Regions from separate parts of the Mus musculus genome. Here region 1 is linked to region 2. A link is a contact called in public Hi-C data. All regions are on one chromosome and are shown on one strand. The core of a region is the stretch at or near the end of the contact, and the rest is flanking DNA. Distances in the headings are between cores, read along the strand shown.

Evidence for each region. Hi-C and Micro-C count contacts between places; a contact is called where the count stands out from the background.
Region 1: a contact with region 2 is called in a Hi-C map of muscle stem cells, with 4 times the contacts expected there. The contact joins the promoter of Ap1m2 here to the promoter of Ilf3 in region 2. A contact is called at or near these places in 32 of 39 promoter capture datasets (the 3T3-L1 cell line, 3T3-L1-derived adipocytes, the C10 cell line and 20 more), 12 of 15 datasets of contacts at CTCF or cohesin (CD8 T cells, the G1E-ER4 cell line, the NIH/3T3 cell line and 7 more), 297 of 484 Hi-C or Micro-C datasets (the 3T3-L1 cell line, 3T3-L1-derived adipocytes, the 4T1 cell line and 150 more), 67 of 115 datasets of contacts at active chromatin or transcription factors (the 230-238 cell line, CD4 T cells, CD8 T cells and 42 more) and 6 of 9 other capture datasets (adipose tissue, embryonic stem cells, embryonic tail and 3 more).

What each region holds. Positions count from the first base shown.
Region 1 is chr9:21,309,679-21,315,813 of GRCm38.p6, reverse strand. It overlaps Ap1m2 (adaptor protein complex AP-1, mu 2 subunit), which reads left to right and starts at 3,481. Exons shown (of 11, transcript NM_009678.2): 1 at 3,481-3,607; 2 at 6,022-6,135. The coding sequence starts at 3,566.
Region 2 is chr9:21,364,859-21,370,662 of GRCm38.p6, reverse strand. Ilf3 (interleukin enhancer binding factor 3) reads right to left here and starts at 2,792. Exons shown (of 20, transcript NM_001042707.2): 1 at 2,564-2,792. Gm36198 (a long non-coding RNA gene) reads left to right here. Exons shown (of 3, transcript XR_870570.3): 1 at 1-2,072; 2 at 3,092-4,174.

The sequences.
Region 1 (6,135 bases), core at 2,232-4,731, 56 kb after region 2:
GGACACAGGGAGGGAGGAGGAGGACAAGATATTTAGAACAAACTGGGACAAAGCCACCATCCCGGGGATGGTGGTGGCTACTGAGCCAAACTGGGCTGTGCTAAGCCAGGCTGGGCTGGGCTGGGCTGGGCTGGGCTGGCCGAGGCAAGACAGTGAGAGTCTGTTCTCTGCCCCCAAGGAGGCTCTTGGTCTCATGAATTTTTTAGCTAACTAGGCCTTGAGTTTCAGATTCCAGGGCGTTGGGCCCAGGCTTCTGGGTTCCATTTACCATGTGAATGCATCTTAGGTCCCAGGAGGGTGTTGCTGGCTTTGTGCTGTGCACATTTAAGTCCGGAGGCCTGAGGACAACTCCAGACACATTCCCTTCTTAGGAGCTAGCCATCTTTCTTTAAAATTATATTTGGTTTATTTTCTGTGTCTGTGTGCAGAGGGCAGAGGACCACCTATAGAAGTCGGTTCTCTCCCATCAATCATGAAGGACCTGGGGATTAGACTGGTGCTGAAACAGCCACCTTTGAGCAATTTCACTGACACCCCCCCCCCCAATTATGAGTTCTGTCTTTAGTCAAGGTGACAATATGTAGCCCTGGCTGTCCTGGAGAGTTCTGACTGTGGAGATCTGCCTGCTTCTATCTGGAGAGTGCTAGGGTTAAAAGCTTGTGTTACCAGCCTGGCTTCTCTGGCTCTCTCCACACCTTGTATTTTGAGATGTGTGTGTGAGCTCAAGCATGTGTTTGTGTGTGTGTAAATGTGTGTGTGTATGTATGTATGTATGTATGTATGTATGTATATCACAGTGTCCTTGCAAGCAGGGAAGCCCCTGGAATCTGCCTATCCCACTCCCAGCAGAGGTGAGGCGAGCCCAGGCTGCCTGTGTCTGCTGATGATAAGGAAGGACTCCTCTCCTGGAGCCTATGAGCTGGAGCCAGCTAAAAGCTGAGGGGTTGAGCCCAGCTGGTAGATCATGGGTCTAGCATGCAAGAGTGTCTGGGTTCTAGCCCCAGCACCACGTAAACTGGGCACGATCGAGCATTCCTGTGATCCCCGCAGCACTGAGGCAGGAGGATAATGATTTCCAGGCTGTCTGGGACTATATTATAGCATTAATAACAAAACCAGACAAACAAAACTGTTGGACAATTTTACCCTCTTGGAGCCAAACTTCAGGCTCCCCATCTTGCCAATGGAAGATAACAGCAGCTCGCTGGTTCCCTCAAAGGGTTATCCAGAAAATGAGGGCTTGGCTTAGCCGGTAGAGCGCTTGCCTAGCATACACAAAGCCCTGGGTTCCCTCCCGATCACTGATCACTGCACCACATCAATGGACTGTGGTAGGGTATGCATGTCACCCTGTCCCTTAGAAGGTACAGAGGTGCTCAGGAGTTCAAGGTGATCCTTGGTTAAATATGAAGGCCTGGAATAGATGGTTGTGGTTGCTGGGATTTGAACTCGGGACCTTCGGAAGAGCAGTCGGTGCTCTTAACCACTGAGCTATCTCGCCAGCCCCCTAGATGGGTCTTTAAAAAAGGGTGTAGGGAAGGTATTTATGGCGAGCCTGAAGATAGTGCTGCAACTGGGGAGGGTTAGGCAGAAGACTTGGCAATTTAAGGTGAAAAATAAAAAAGCTGGGCGGTGGTGGCACAAGCCTTTAATCCCAGCACTTGGGAGGCAGAGGCAGGCAGATTTCTGAGTTCCAGTCCAGCCTGGTCTACAAAGTGAGTTCTAGGACAGCCAGGGCTATACAGAGAAACCCTGTCTTGAAAAAAAAGAAAAAAAGAGGGCTGGTGAGATGGCTCAGTGGGTAAGAGCACCCGACTGCTCTTCCGAAGGTTCGGAGTTTAAATCCCAGCAACCACATGGTGGCTCACAACCATCTGTAAAAAGATCTGACTCCCTCTTCTGGATTGTCTGAAGACAGCTACAGTGTACTTACATATAATAAATAAATGAATCTTTAAAAAGATTTAAAAGGAAAAAAAAGAGAAAAAAGGGGGAATTTAAGGTTAGCCTGTGCTATACATGAGGCCCCAGACAAAAACATTAAGGGCTGGGAATGTAATCAGGGGCACAGGGCTTGCCTGTCACCAGCAAAGGTGGGCGTTCCACCCCCTAGGACTGTCAAAACAACCAGAATAAGAGAATTGTGGCCTGATAACCCGGCTGTGTGGCCCTGAGACTGTCTGTGCTCTGCTTCCTCCCAGGTGGTGGCTGATAAGCTCTTCACACAGGCCCTCTGCTTTAGGACAATTGCCTTGGGAGATCCTCATAGCTGCATCTGGACTCCCGGCCTGTTAAAGGTCAGAGCCCGCACCGATGCCCAAACGGGCTTTGTCGCCCCCTGGCGGCTGCACAGGAAACGTTTCTTCCACAGCGGAGCGTCATGTAGATGGCTAGGCTAAGGTTTAGAGTGGGTTTTTTTCCCCATCACCTTCCGCAAAACGGTATCCCAGCAATGGGGAAGCAGAATGATCTTGAGTTTAAGGGTAGCCTGGGATATTAAAAAAAAAAGAATGAAATTAGAAAACGGAAAACAAAGTCAGACATGTTGGTTCGTGACTAATCACAGAACTTGTAAGGCTGAGGCCAGTCTGGACCACACAATGAGCTCCAGGCCATCCGGGCTATCTCAACCTTTCTTCTAGATTTTTTTTTTTTTTTTTTTTTTTTATGGTTTTTCGAGACAGGGTTTCTCTGTATAGCCCTGGCTGTCCTGGAACTCACTCTGTAGACCAGGCTGGCCTCGAACTCAGAAATTCGCCTGCCTCTGCCTCCCGAGTGCTGGGATTAAAGGCGTGCGCCACCGCCCGGCTTCTTCTAGAATTAATAACACAAAACAAATAAACAACACGAGCGAAGCATGGTGGCGCCTTTAATCCCAGCACTCGAGAGGAAGACGCAGGTGGACTCGAGGCCAGCTATGGCTACACAGAGAACTCTGTTTTGAAAAAAATATATACAACTAGCAGCAACAGCAATACTAATAATAACAACAGAAACAACGAAACAATTAAAATGTTTAGTGTGAGAAGGATTAACACTACTGAACATCTAGTGGTGGGCACCGGGTCACACATAGAAAAAGGGCCAAGTCCTGTTGAAACTGGTATGTGTGGGTGAGAGAACAAGTTACATAGACACACGAACAGGCTGATGCCCTGGTGGGTGGATGGATGCTTGATTGGGTGGATACGTGTATGTATGGGTGGGTTAATGTAGATGTGAATGTGTATACGTATGTGGAAGGGGGTGATGGATGGATGTGTGGGTGGGTGGGTGAGTGGAAGCGGAGCGTGAATGGATACATGGGTAGGCGGATGCGAGGATCGATGGAGAACTTGAGACAGGACAGCAGTCGCGGCTCCTGGACCAGCCTTGGCATTTGCCGCCGACCGTGCCTCTCACCTGGCGGCCTCCCCTTTAAGACGCATTCACCTGGCGGCCTCCCCTTTAAGACGCGCTCACCTGGCGGCTCACCTGGGCGAAGGCGCTTCCGCAGGAAGAAGGAAGCCGCAGCGCTGCCGCCTCTGCAGCTCGCTCTCGCCTCCTAGCTTCACGGACTGCCACCATGTCGGCCTCGGCAGTCTTCATTCTGGACGTCAAGGGCAAGGTGAGGCAGAGGGCGAGGGATCGAGGTACTCCGGGCGAGTCCGCGGGCCTAGGGCTCAGGACCAGGAGCCGGGAACCCGTCCTCTCCAGCCGTCTGTGGCAAGGGGCTTCACCTCTCTTAGAGTCATTTTCCGTGTTTGTAAAATGAGATGCCCACCATCTGAGCGCCCTGAACCAGTGAGCACAGTCCTTCTGCAACCCTGGGGCTCAAAAATGCGCCAAGTGTAACTCTCTGGCTATCCTAGCAAGCTTCTCCAGTGTCGATCAGAGCGGTAGAGATGAAAACAAGAGCCCTGTAATGCAATGACAGCCTGGTCATGTGCCTCAGTGGGCAGCTGGCTGGCCTAGCACACAGACCTAGGTAATGGTCCCAGCGCACTGCATAAGCAGCCATAATTCCAGCACTTGGAAGGTGGAGGCAGAAGGATCAGGAAATCAAGGGAGTTTGAATCGGGCCTGAGCTATGTGTGAGTGACACCCTCACTGTCTCAAAAACAAAACAGGCTCAACAAGCCCAGGCACCGGCTGCCTAAGCCTGGCGACCTGAGTTTAAGTCTCAAACCCAAGTGAAAGGGAATGGAGACCACACACACACAGACACCACACAGACACACACACATACAGACACACACACACACACACACACACACACACACACCAGGCATCAGCATGCTCCCTCACACACTATGCACACAGAAAATAATAGTGCCTGTGAAAAGAAGCTAGCAATAACGACAAGGGGGTCAGGTGTCCTACCATGCACCTGTCATCCTAGCTACTCTGGAAGCCGAGTCAGAGGGATGACCTGAGCTCAGGAGGGCAAGGCCAGCCTGGGCTACAATAGCAAGACAAAACAAAGAAATAGAATAACCTTGAACAAGAACAGCTTAGGAAGGGAGGTTCAGCTCCACTTCTCTGCTTTTTGTGGACATAGTTTAAAACCTCAACTCCTTCAGCCTGGAAAGTGGAGACAAAGACACCTGCCTCAAGGCTGAGAGGTGACAGGCACTGAAACTCCTCAGCAAAGATTCTTCCTCCTCTTCCTCCTCTTCCTCCTCTTCCTCCTCTTCCTCCTCTTCCTCCTCTTCCTCCTCTGTGTGTGTGTGGGCGGGGGGGGGGGGTAGGTGGGGTGGAACCCAAGCTAAGCCAGCACACTGGCACTAAATTACATCTTTTAAATATTTATTTATTTATTTATTTATTTATTATATGTAAGTACACTGTGGCTATCTTCAAACACTCCAGAAGATGGCATCAGATTTCATTACGGATGGTTGTGAGCCACCATGTGGTTGCTGGGATTTGAACTCAGGACCTTTGGAAGAGCAGTCTGCACTCTTAACCGCTGAGCCAGCTCTTCATAGTTTTTAAATTACACTTATTCATTTGCTCTGCGTATGTGAGAATCTGTTCTGTCCTGTTCCCGTGTGTGCGGGTGCTAGAGTGGGACCTCAGGCTGTCAGGCTTGGTGAGACCCTTCAACCACTGAGAACCACTTAGTTCTTTCATGGTCCCCCCTCTGAATTTTTATTTTGAAATGGTATCTGGCTGAATTACCCAGGCCGGCTTCAGATTCACTCCGGAGCTTGGCTAGGCTTTGAACTTGCTATCCTTTGCTCTCAGCTTCCCTGGTAGCTCCGATGGCAGGCCTTGGCAAGACAAGGCCCAGCACATCCAGGCTCACTGATGGGTATCTGAAGGATTTCATAGATGGTAGGATAGTCCTCTGCTGCTGAGCTACACTCAGTAGCCCAGTTTCTTTATTATTATTGTTGTTGTTGTTTGGTAGAATCTCATAGTTTATGTTGGCTTTGAACTTACTATGTAGCTGGGGATGGCATTGAACTCCTGATCCTCCTGCCTCCTCCTCCCGAGCCCATCTCCAGCATAACACTCATTAGTAGAAAGTTGATACTTTTAGCTGTGGGTATCGAGTATCCACATAACACACATGAAGACGAGGCATACAGAGCTTGGGTCTTAGCTGGGCCCCTCAGATACCTCTGGGAGTTCCACACAGAGCTTGGCATGGTGGCAGACACCTGGGACCCCAGCACTCTAGAAACTAAGGCAGGAGGATTGAGAAGTTGTGACCCGCTGGGGCTTCATAGAAAAAGTGGCTGAATCAATAAGAAAAGGAAAGACAGGCGGGGAGGTAATTTACTTGGCAGAGAGCTGGTAATAGTATCTCTGGCCAGGGCAGAAGGAAGCAGGAGGGTCAGAGAACTTCAAGGTCATCCTCTTGTTTCTGGATTCAAGGCCAGCCCATGCTACTACGTGAGGTGTCACCCCTTCTATAACACAAAAAAGAGGCCAGTGTGTATGGGAGGAAAGGAGGTTTAGGAGAGAAGTAGACATCCTAAGGCCCTAGGTCTGCGCACTGGTGGTGACGGAGTCCTCTCTCCCTCCCCTTAGCCTCTGATTAGCCGAAACTACAAAGGTGATGTGCCCATGACAGAGATTGACCACTTCATGCCGCTGCTTATGCAGCGTGAGGAGGAGGGCGTGCTGGCCCCGCTGCTGAGCCAC
Region 2 (5,804 bases), core at 1,543-4,042:
CAGGAGAAAAAGGGAGGTGGATCTCTGAGTTTGAGGCCAGCCTGGTCTACACAGAGTCTCAAGAAAAAAAAGTTGCAAGTTCATGGGACACACACATTGATATACTTGATGGTGAGGCTCCCCATCTTTCAGAAGGGATCAAGGTAATCAAAGAACTGACAATAGGTAGCTGATCCTGGCTTAAATGTATCACTTACAATAAACTGTACCTGCACAGCTAAGAGAAGTATCTACACCTACACTTCTTGAGCTTAAGAATCACTCCCCTAAGCCGGGTGGTGGTAGCACAGGCCTTTAATCCCAGCACTTGGGAGGCAGAGGCAGGTGGATTTCTGAGTTTGAGGTCAGCCTGGTCTACAGAGTGAGTTCCAGGACAGCCAGGGCTATACAGAGAAACCCTGTCTCGAAAAACCAAAAAATAAAAAAAATTAAAAAAAAAAAATCACTCCCCTAAACCAATAAAAGTTAAGGATGAGCTTTAAAAAAAAAAGAAAAAAAGAGAAAAAAGAAAAAGAAAAAAAGGAAAAGGCATACCAGCATAGCCTGCAATCCCTGACTCAAATTAAGGCGCATTGGGGCCAGTAAGGACTTCAAAATGAGACTCTATCTGGAGAGGAGGAGAGCAAGGAGAAAAAGAACTTCTGGCAAGATGTGGTGACTCGCAACTTTGTTCCCAGCACTCAGGAAGCAGAGACAAGAGGATCTCCAAAAGTTAAGAGGCCACTCAGGCACTCAGGCTACACACTGAGATCCTGTGCAATAAAAGACTCTTCCAGGGCTGGTGAGATGGCTCAGCAGGTGAGAGCAACTGACTGCTCTTCCAAAGGTCCTGAGTTCAAATCCCAGCAACCACATGGTGGCTCACAACCATCCGTAATGAGATTGTCATGACATCCTCTTCAGATAGTAGTGTCTGAAGACAGCTACAGTGTACTTACATATAATAAATAAATCTAAAAAAAAACAAAAAAACAAACAAACAAAAAAAAAACACCTCTTCTAACTCACATCTATACCTTCCTCCTGTACCAAGTCCTGACCATGCTAGGACGCCTTGCCCATAGAGCAAGATGCTGTGGGTGTAGTGACATACAAACATAATCCAAGCCCTGAGAAGGTTGTGGCAGAAGGAGTTCAAGGCCTACATAGTGAGACACTACTTCAAAAAAAGAGGGGGGTGGGGGGCAGGAGCAAACCTTTAGCCAGTTAGTCAAAGACCAGAAGTTGAGGAAAATAAAGAACAGCACACAGATTATTCACAGTTACATGAGCCTAGAAGACGAGACGACATTAGAAAAAGCCAAACGAACTTCTGCCTACAGGTAACCATTAAGCTACATCAGAAAAACTAAAAACAGTCACGCCCTTTTCAGCTCCAGTAGGAGGGGAATCCCAGGCTGGTCCAAATCAGCAAAGAGAGACTGATACAGCGCCCAGCTTTGCCAAGGCCAGCCTGGCACTAATCACCAGCCTCCAATCTGGACTGCAGACTTCTAGACAGCCAAAATATCTAGGGTCTGCCGGGCGTGGTGGCGCACGCCTTTAATCCCAGCGCTTGGGAGGCAGAGGCAGGCGGATTTCTGAGTTCCAGGACAGCCTGGTCTACAAAGTGAGTTCCAGGACAGCCAGGGCTATACAGAGAAACTCTATCTCGAAAAATCAAAAAAACAAAACAAAACTAGGGCCTGCAGATCCCATTCACATACCTCAGCAACCAGGAGCTACCACAACATGTCAGCTAAGGGTCAAAGACCTCTCAGCTCTACTGGACAAGAGCAGTGGTACCTGCAGTGGCCTTTCTCCTTTGCTGCTGTTCCTCACACTTCATTTCGCAGGCTGAGTGACTGCACTAGCTACCACTCGTAGAATAGTGGTAGAACTCTATAATCAACCAGCAGAGTATCCCACCCACAGAAACCTGAGGGAGAACCACGAAAGAAGTCCTACATGTCTCCTTTTCCAGGGACCCTGTTCAGGACCGTGTTCAGGACAAAGAAGACATGTTTCCCGCCATAGGAACTGGGATGAACCTGGCATCCTCCTAGAAGCCAGGGATGTACCTGAACAAAGAGGTAAAGCGGGTAAAGGAAGGAGATTTTCCCTTCTGCGCCGGCTGGGATGCTCTAGATATGAGGGGGTGTGTGCTCCAACACGTGCGCGCGTGCGCGAGGCCAAAGCAACAGACAAAAGCTCGGGCTGGGGGAAAGTAAGCGGCCCGTGGAGAGGGGAGAGTACCACAGTGCGTGCGCACCCCCCGGGGGCAGCGCCCAGGCCTGGGCCGAGGGGGCCACGAAGGGGGGAGAATGGATGCGCGCGCACGGGGGCACTGCCTCCGCCATTTTGTTTCCTCGGCACAATGGGGGAAGAGTAACGGCCAAGCGCGGGAGCGAGGCCGGAGGAGGAAGGAGCGAGACGCTGAGAGATGGAAGAGCCGAGCGAAGGGGAGGGTCGGCGGGATGGCAACAGACCTGTCACTAGCGTCCTCTTGGCCCAGCCATCGCTGACAAGTGGGAGAACGGGAGGGGGGAGGGGCGGAGGCGGGAGACGCCACATTGCCACTTACCTTGCCGGTGTTCCCGTCCTTCGCCTTCAGGCGCCGCCGCCCTCCTGCCACGAGCCTTCCGGAGTCTTCACAACCCCCCTCAAAAAAAAAAAAAAAAGCCACGCGGTTTTCGCCGGGGCTGCTTCAGTCCCAACTGCAATGGCGAGAAAAGGAGGAGGAGGAGCCGGGGACCGGGGGCGAGCGAGCGGGCGGGCGGGCGCGCGCCGGGGAGGTGCAGGGCCACGTGACTGGCAGCGGCCCGCCCCCGCATCACGTGGGCGATCCACCTAGGCCCAACCCCCAGTAGGCGGGTGAGACGAAAGGGGCGGGGGAGGGCACATCACGTGACGTTGACTTAGCGACTGGGTCTGTTGGCGTGACGTCAACGTCGGGCCAGTTCTCTCACGGGTTTGGTCGGCCACGTGACCGTGGTTGGCTTCGCTTCCATCACGTGACAGGCCTTTCTTGTTGTTTCTTGACTCGTTTTCACTATTGGTAGACCCGAATCACCTGACGGGAGCCCATCCATTTCGTTTGTTTTTTCCAAAGGCGGTTTTTTCCGAGCGACCGTTATCACGTGACGCAATGGAGCAGGGGTGGGCCCTTCTGACGACTCCAGTTCGTGTGCGTTCCTGGGAGTGCGCGTGCGCCATGATTCGAAGTCAGTCTCCGTACCTTGATCCACACTGCATTGAAAGACTGGCACATGCGGTTGTCAACACTGGTCCAGGGCTCCTACTCACGCTGTCAGGCTGCTGAGCCATCTCACCGTTCCTCATTTTTGTATTTTTGAGATACAGTTTTGCTATTTTACCCACACTGGCTTTAAACTCGAAGATTCTGCCTCCACTTTGATATCGCTAGATTACAAATAAGACCATGTCACTAGGCAACTGAGGGTTTAATAGATTGCCCCTGTGTTAAGAGTGCTTAGCGCCGGGCAGCCGTAGCGCAGGCCTTAATCCTAGCACTTGGGAGGCAGAGGCAGGAGGATTTCTGAGTTCGAGGCCAGCCTGGTCTACAAAGTGAGTTCCAGGACAGCTAGGGCTACACAGAGAAACCCTGTCTCGAAAAAAAAAAAAAAGAAAAAGAGTCCTTAGCATAGGAGGCCGTGGGTCAGACCCCCGTACCACACACACAAAACAGGCAAATTCCAGGCAAGGATGAACAGAACAAAGCTCTCAAACTCCCAGGTCCGGAGCTCTTCATATCTGGTGTCCATCTATAGGGATTTATTGCTGCTATCAGAGTTGGTGTCTGGCTTTTTTTCTTCCTTCCTAGGTTTTAGAGACCTACCTCACCAAAGTCTGAACTTGAGGAAAAAGTTCTAAATGAACCCATTTGTAGGAGACCTGAGGTGCTTCTGATCTGGAATACGCTCTAAATGACACACCTGTTCTAACAGCGCCGCCAAGTGGTAGACATGGTTAATACGGTTTGCCTGAGGGTTTTCAGATGGATTTTTAATTCCTTTTTTTAATGTGTTTAGTGTTTTGACTGCGTGTATGTCTGCAACAGGTTGTGTCTGTGCATCACATATGTGCCAGGGTCCACTGAAAGTCAGAAGAGAGTGTTGAATCTTCCAGAACTGGAGTTACTTCTGAGGCGCCTCCCCAGCCCCTGCAGACAGACGTTAGTAAACTATTTTTTCTTTCAGCCTTTCTCAGTGTCTGTCTGTATGTCTGTCTGTCTCTCTGTCTTGTCTGTCTGTCTCTTTCTCCGCGCGCGCGCGTGTGTGTGTGTGTGTGTGTAGCCACACGCTGTATGAAGGTCAGAGACATTTCTATTTTTGTCTTTATGTGAGATCCCAAGGATGAACTCAGGCTGATTATCTACACCCAGGTAAAGAGCAGAGCATGGTAGTGTACAACTGTAACCCCAGGCTGGGGAAGGAGACACAGAGGATCCCTTGGGTCTCATTGGTTAGCCAACCTAGCAGAACAAGCTAGCTCTGGGATTAGTGAGACAGACTGAAGAAGTAATAAAGACAACTAGACGGGCATCCACTTCTGCCCTCTACATGCACAAGTGAACATGTAAACCTATGTATACCATACAAAAAGAACAAGTCCTTTAAAAGTGCACCACTGTCAGGGCACAGCCACACTACCTTGTGAGCTGCAGGATACAGCTGTGACAAGCACTGTCACAAGCTGTGTCCTCCAAATCCTTGTCCACATCAGCTTCTCGGTGGATCCTGGGGATTGGACTCAGGTCCTCAGGCCTGGTAGCAAGCACCTTTGCCCAGGGAGCTGTCGCATCAGCCCTGCACCACAGCTTTTTCTTTTTTTCTTCCTTCCTTTTTTTTTTTTTTTTTTTTTTTTTTTTGGCGGGGGGGAGGGGGGCGCAGGTTCGAGACAGGGTTTCTCTGTGTAGCCCTGGCTGTCCTGGAACTCACTCTGTAGACCAGGCTGGCCTTGAACTCAGAAATCCGCCTGTCTCTGCCTCCCAAGTGCTGGGATCAAATGTGTGCCCCACCCCCTCCCGGCAGCTTTTTCTTTTTTAAGATAATGTCTCACCCAAACTGGCCTTGATCTCAGCAGAGAGCAGAGAGCCATCTCCCTCTGCATCTGGAATACTGAAATGAAAAATATTTATCACATTCAGCTCATACCACAACTTGTAAAATTGAAAATGGGGGCTGGAGAAAGTTAAGAGTATGTTACTCTGGCAGAGAACATACTCTCTTCTTCGTAGCCCCTGAGTGCTTGCAGTAAATTCTTACTGGGGAGCTTTGCCTGTCAGTTCTCTGCTTAAGCCTATTTTAAAATATCTTTAATAGGGATTGAACCTAAATTTGGTTCCCAGCAACTGTATCAGTATGCTCACAATTTCCTGTAATCCCAGCCCTCTTCTGATGTTCTCTTCTCTATGGGTACCCGCAAACATATATTAATAAAAATAAAGTAAAATTTAAATACATTGTTTTTAAGATTTATTTATTTTTATCTATTTTATGTATATGAGTACACTGTACCTGTACTGATGGTTGTGAGCCGGGAATTTGAATTCAGGACCTCTGCTCACTCCAGGCAACCCTGCTTGCTCTGATCTAAAGATTTATTTATTATTATATCTAACTACACTGTAGCTATTGTCAGATGCAACAGAAGAGGGTGTCAGGTCTCATTATGGCTGGTTGTCAGCCACCATGAGGTTGCTGGGATTTGAACTCAGTACCTTCAGAAGAGCAATCAGTGCTCTTAATCACTAAGCCATCTCTCCAGCCCTTAAATACATCCTTAACTGGTTGTGGACCTTC